Regions from separate parts of the Arachis hypogaea genome. Here region 1 is linked to region 2. The links are chromatin contacts, called in public Hi-C maps. All regions are on one chromosome and are shown on one strand. Each heading gives the region's core, a stretch centred on a gene start, on an enhancer-like site or on the middle of the called end of the contact. The rest is flanking DNA. Distances are from core to core; before and after follow the strand shown.

Region 1 (2,975 bases), core at 410-2,909, 39 kb after region 2:
AACTCATTGCGAAGAAAGTTAGTATCAGCTTTTATATATTATAAAAATGTTAAATTAAATTTAAGAAATTTTTGACAATTAGTATGAGAGATTAAAAAATGAAGAGTAGTAAAAGTCTTAGTATGTATAAGTTGTAGAATTTGAATATTTGTAACTGAAATTTTTATAGTAATTATTATTATGACACTTTTAATGTATGTTTATTGCATTTAATTAGTACTTGAATAATAATAGATAAGAGTTTTTTGTTTTAATTTTTTTTAAAACATTTTACTAAATAGTGATTGGTTGATTTTCATCATTTCCCAAGTCATTAGAATTGTTGATGTGACATCATTAAGAAAGAAAATATGGCTTAAACTCATTGTGGAGAAAGTTAGTATTAGCAAAGAAAAGATGGCTTAAACTCATTGTGGAAAAAGTTAGTATCAGCTTTTATATATTATAAAAATTAGTATGAGAGATTAAGAAATGAAGCGTGGTAAGAGTTTTAATATGTATAAGTTGTAAAATTTGAATATTTGTAACTGAAATTTTTTATAATAATTATTATTATGACACTTTTAATGTATGTTTATTGCATTTAATTAGTACTTGATGTTTCAATTGAATAATAATAGATAAGAGTTTTTTGTTTTAATTTTTTTAAAACATTTTACTAAATAGTGATTGGTTGATTTTCATCTTTTGCCAACTCATTAGAATTGATTTTCATCTTTTGATGAACATAATGTCTTGGTTCAATCTTTTAGAATGGCTAGAGACAAACATCAATCAAGAAGACGAAATTCGTGATTTCAAACTTTTAAAAAGAGGAACAAATAACAATTTAAATGCACATTAATTTTGGTTGTGACTATTGGGCAGAACCGTTTTAAAAAGAGGAATACATAAACCTGTGCTACTTACAATAATTTCACAATTAAAATATTATTTATAACAAATAAAAACGTTAAAGATGAAAATCTTTAGAAAAATACCTGGGACGAATTTCCTACGTTGGCCCTGAGACCCAAAATCGAGCTCCGGCAGAAAAACCGCAATAGGAAAAATGGAGTTTGGCCTGGTTTTTACAATTGATGCAATGCGGCTCCACCGGAGATGGACATCGCGTTGGAAAATTTGATTCGAGAAAAATACAATGGCTCATTAGACCGGAAGAGCATGGAGAAAATAGGATCTTGGTACGGAGAGGTGCCAAGAGGAAGAGGGTTTCGAGAAGCATGAGAAGAGTAACGTTGGAAAATTTGATTCGAGAAAAACACAATGGTTCATTAGACCGGAAGAGCATTGAGAAAATAGGATCTTAGTACGGAGAGGTGTTAAGAAGAAGAGGGTTTCGATAAATATGAGAAGAGTAATGAGTTTTGAGGCGAGAAGCATGAGAAAAGTAACGAGTTCTTTGGTTTTTAGAGATTTTTTTTGGGTAAATGTTAATTTGGTTTTTGCTGTTTTAGAAATAAGGATTGATTTGGATAAAATTTGAGTGGTTGAAAATAAAAATTAATTTAGCAAGATTTGAGTGGTTGAAATTTGGCAATATTTGATTGGTTGTTTTTAAAATTTCGCCAAATAAGTAATAGAAAAAAGTCTAGGGGGCCAGTAATTTTTGTATTTTTTGGTCAGCACTTAACCATCAAAATAAAAGTGATAGATTTTCCACCATTAGATACCATTAGATGTAATCTCACACCATTAAAAATACTATTGATGACCAATTGATGGTTACAAAACATCAAAATTGCTGGCCTCCTAACATTTCTCTAACTAATATTATTGACATGTTAGTAGAAGAAGAAGAATAATTTAAAAATAATATGGTACATACTTATGTATCTACTTTTATATATTAAGAATATATATTACAAGGGTAATTTATTTTTTATTTTAAAGAAAGTTCATAGAATTCACCAAAATTAAATTCTTATGAAATTTTTATTATTTCTCTGTACTTTTTCTTTTTTTTCTAAATTGTTCAAAAGACTAAGTCTTGAGTCTTCCTTACATTCCAAATGCTATTCAAAGACGAGGACACCGTGGTGTTTTCCCTGACTTGCGAATTTCCTAGTACTTAAAGCTGTAAAATAGGAACAAGAGTTACGCACAACATCGTTTCTGAACCTATCGGGCTGGTATGGGGTACCCAAGAAACATAGTAGTCATAAGATATAAACCACCAATCATTAGCTTTTCCCTCCTACTCCTCCTACCGTTTCTGCTGCATTCACCAGTGGTTCCTGCGCAGGGTGCATCATCATACCATCCTGAGGATGATTTTGCTGTCAACTGTGGCTCAAAAGAAACTACAGTCTACGCTGATCGGAAATGGGTAGGAGACGATGACTCCAAACTATTTTCTACCATTGAGCAGCCACAAACTAAGCAACCATCTCTCATAACTGAAACTCCATATCCTCTTTCAGCTGATTCATTTGTGTTTAGCTCTGCACGCATTTTCCTTTCCAATTTCACATACTCCTTTCCTCTCAAAACTAATGGCCCCAAGTTCGTTCGGCTTCACTTTTATCCAACAAATTATCTCAACTTTGAACCCTACAACTCCCTTTTTTCCGTTACAGCGGGCAATTTCACCCTTCTCAAGGGTTTCAATGCTTCACGTTGGCTCGCCAATGACGAAATGACCTTTTTCATAGAATACTGTGTCAACGTGGAAACAGGAAAGAGGCTTGACCTGACCTTCATTCCCAACAAATCTTATTATGCTTTCATCAACGGGATTGAGGTGGTCTCCATGCCTCCCTACCTCTATTACACGGACCCCAGCAAGTCCTCCGGGTTTGAGTTTGTAGGCCATGGCATCAGCATATACCAACTTGAAAGTGAAAAAGCTCTGCAAACACTTTACAGAATCAACGTTGGTGAAAAACAGATTCCACCACAGCAAGATACTGGTATGTACAGGTCTTGGGAACCGGATGCCGATTACATTGAGAAGCAGTATCCGTCGAGTATTT
Region 2 (3,301 bases), core at 546-3,045:
CCGAATTAAGTCATGATTGATGCTCAAAGGATAAGTCTTTCAACAAGTCAAGCAATCAAATTTACAAAAAAACGAAAAGAGTCTTTTCTATTTTTAAAACCTTATCAACACATAGACTTCGTGTATCAATAATAAGCATTCATCGCTAATAATAAACAACAGCAATAATATATCCCAATTATACCCATAAACTAAACAATATCAAAAGTCGCATTATATATTTTAAATTAATAATTAAAGCATATAGTTAAATCTATTATCTTATATAACCAAATCATAATTATTATTCAGAGAGTTTGAAATCCAAAATAACATAACTTACACGAGAATTCTGCCTAATACAGAGCATTGATATAATTTAAATTTTAGCGCAAAAGTTCCACCACATACAAGCAAGTCATTGGATAGAAGAAGAGCTCACCAAAATGACAAAGATATACGGTGGGACAGGTGAAATGGAATCTGAATTGACACCTGTCTCTAAAAAACATGAGAACATAATAGAATAAGTTTTGCAACTCAAAGTAAATATTATATCTATAACACACACAAGACATTTCTTTTTAGAGATGAGAAATTTATATTATGTAAATATGCAAATAAATAGATAAGTAATTAAATGAATGAATTGACATGGGAGTTTTTATTCCAGAAATAAAATAAAATCGAATATTACACACTTGAACGACTCCATCTCTAATGGTAGTCCTTTTTTCTAGTATGTCCGAACGGTAATACATACATATTTAACGTGTGACATACATATTAGGCTAGCAACACCCATGTTAACTTATGTCTGAGCCAGATACATCTAGGTTAACGTCATAATTGTTGTTAACTATATTTTTTTTAATTAAAGCCTCCCAAACCAATTCAAAATAAATCATATAAAACAAATTTATGATGTCTATAATATATTACTAAATTCCATGATAACTCAAATATATATAAGTATGCATACTAAAAATCAAATTAAAGCAAAATAAAGTCAATTAAAAAAAGTATGTATGCTCTTCAAAATATACGAATATCATCTCGTGTGTACTTTTATAAAATTATGAGTTTTTCAAAAATTAATGTTCATTCCAATAATTCAAAAATCACAACAATTAAATACTTTTTAAATGTTAAAAATAATGATTCATTTTAAATATTGATAGTAATATACTTAAAAATAATTATGGGCATAATATCACTCACAATTTAGTTTCAAAGAACCAAAAGTAACTCTGAATACACTATGGAACTATTAAATAATGTCTAATAACTCTATAATTCTAAAAATATGATCATAATAATAACATCTATGAGCTAATAATGTTGTCAATTAACATAATCTTACTCAATTTAATAAAAAAATTTAAATTTTTTAACCTTAATAACTCTAGTTTGAATTTTGCATACCTATAAGCATAAAAATGATAAAAAATAAAGATATAGGTAATTATTAAACCAAAAAATTATTTTGAAGTCTCAAAAATGACGAAAAGTTAAAATTTGAAGTTCTTCTCTCATCTACTAAACTTGTATTCTATTAATCAAATTTTAAAATAATATTTTTTTTGTATAAGTAATATATTAAAATAAAGTTAAAATAGAAGAATAAAATGAAATTTAATATGTTGTAGTTTGAATAAGAATTTTAGGATGAAGATGATAAAATGAAAGGAGAGATAAAAGAGAAAAAAGGGTTTGAGTTTTATGAATGAATGAAAAAAAAAAAAAAAGAGAATGAGAGACACGGAGAGATCAAAGGAGTGACTCCGAGTGAGTAGTCACCAAAAATCAAAAGGAGTGAGCAAGGAGAGAAAAAAAAATAATAAGTGGAACTGTGGGAGTATGTGCCTTCCACGTGCCTATGCCTTTCTTTCTTTTTTTTTTTCTTCTTCGTTATTACATATTTAGACATCTTTACAAAATCATTATCTCAAGCATTATTCAAAAGGTTTCATGACAAAGTCAGGGTTTTAGTTAAGGTGGATATTTTATTTTATGATAATATATTTATATAAAGATAGTATTATAAATTATTAGATAATTAAATATATTTAATTAAATATATTTAATTAATTATTTAAGAGTTCATAATATTATTTTTATATAAAAATGTTATTTTGTGAGTATTTTTTTTAACTTAATGGTGTTGTAAAATAAATAAGGAAGTTATAATAAATATAAAATAGAAAAATATAAATATGTTCTTATTTTACTATAAGTAATTTCTATATTTACTAATATTATAGATACTTTAGTTTAAAATTAAAGAGAGATAAAAGAGAGAAAATATTTGTATAATAAGAGAGAAGAGAAGATTGTTTTTTAATGATGTGTATTGCTTCAATTGTAGCTTCTCTTATTTATACATGTAATAAGACTTGATTTTTAAACTTCATTTATTTTGATTCTGTCTTGAAAAGAGGTTCCTTTGGTATTGAGAAGGTTGGCCCACGTGGTCATTCATATCTTTATCACAACACTCCTCCTTGGATGACCATTTAATATTATTGCCTCGTTAAAATCTTACTAAAGAAAAATCCAATGGAAAAAAATCTTAGTGAAGAAAAAAGAGTACAATATCCTTTAGTGATGGGGACTGCCTCATTAAAAACCTTGTCAAGAAAAATCCAATGAAAAAAATAACAGACGAAAGAAAAAAGAGTACAGTCTCCCCCTCTTGTCGACATCATTTAATGTCTCGAAATTGGCGCATCCCAATCTCATGTACCAATCTTTCAAAGGAGGATTTTGGGAGTGACTTTGTAAATAAATCTGCCAGATTGTCACTTGAGCGGATCTGTTGGACATCAATTGTCCCTTGATTTTGAAGATCATGAGTGAAGAAGAATTTGGGAGAAATATACTTTGTTATATCACCTTTGATGTATACGCCTTTAAGTTGAGCAATATATGCTGTATTGTCTTCAAACAGGACAGTTGGAGCTATCTTATGATCAATTAGTCCACATGATGACAGAATATATTGGATCAGACTCCTGAGCCAAAAACACTCGCGACTAGTTTCATGAATCGCTAGTATTTCGGCATGATTAGAGGAGGTTGCTGCTATCGTCTATTTCATGGACCTCTATGATATAGCTGTACCACCATATGTGAACATATATCCTGTTTGAGATCACCCTTTGTGTGGATCATATAAGTATCCAGCATCTACATAGCCAACTAGTTGTGACTTGGATCCATAGGGATAAAATAATCCCATATCTATCGTTCCATGAAGATATCGAAAGATTTGTTTGATTCCACTCCAATGTCTTCTGGTTGGAGAGGAACTATATCTTGC

What was found. A called contact is a pair of places that touch in the nucleus more often than the background predicts.
Region 1: a Hi-C map of an unstated tissue shows a contact between it and region 2, with 3 times the contacts expected there. The contact joins the promoter of LOC112797890 here to the enhancer-like site in region 2. A contact is called at or near these places in 2 of 8 Hi-C or Micro-C datasets (leaf and an unstated tissue).

Annotation. Positions count from the first base shown.
Region 1 is chr4:124,607,397-124,610,371 of arahy.Tifrunner.gnm2.J5K5, forward strand. It overlaps LOC112797890 (receptor-like protein kinase FERONIA), which reads left to right and starts at 1,660. Exons shown (of 1, transcript XM_025841002.3): 1 at 1,660-2,975. The coding sequence starts at 2,135.
Region 2 is chr4:124,568,411-124,571,711 of arahy.Tifrunner.gnm2.J5K5, forward strand. No RefSeq gene overlaps it. Among protein-coding and RNA genes, the nearest start is that of LOC112797889, 5.7 kb to the left of the region's middle. Within about 2 kb of position 1,796, at least 1 of the 3 cell types and tissues checked has open chromatin away from gene starts, as enhancers often do.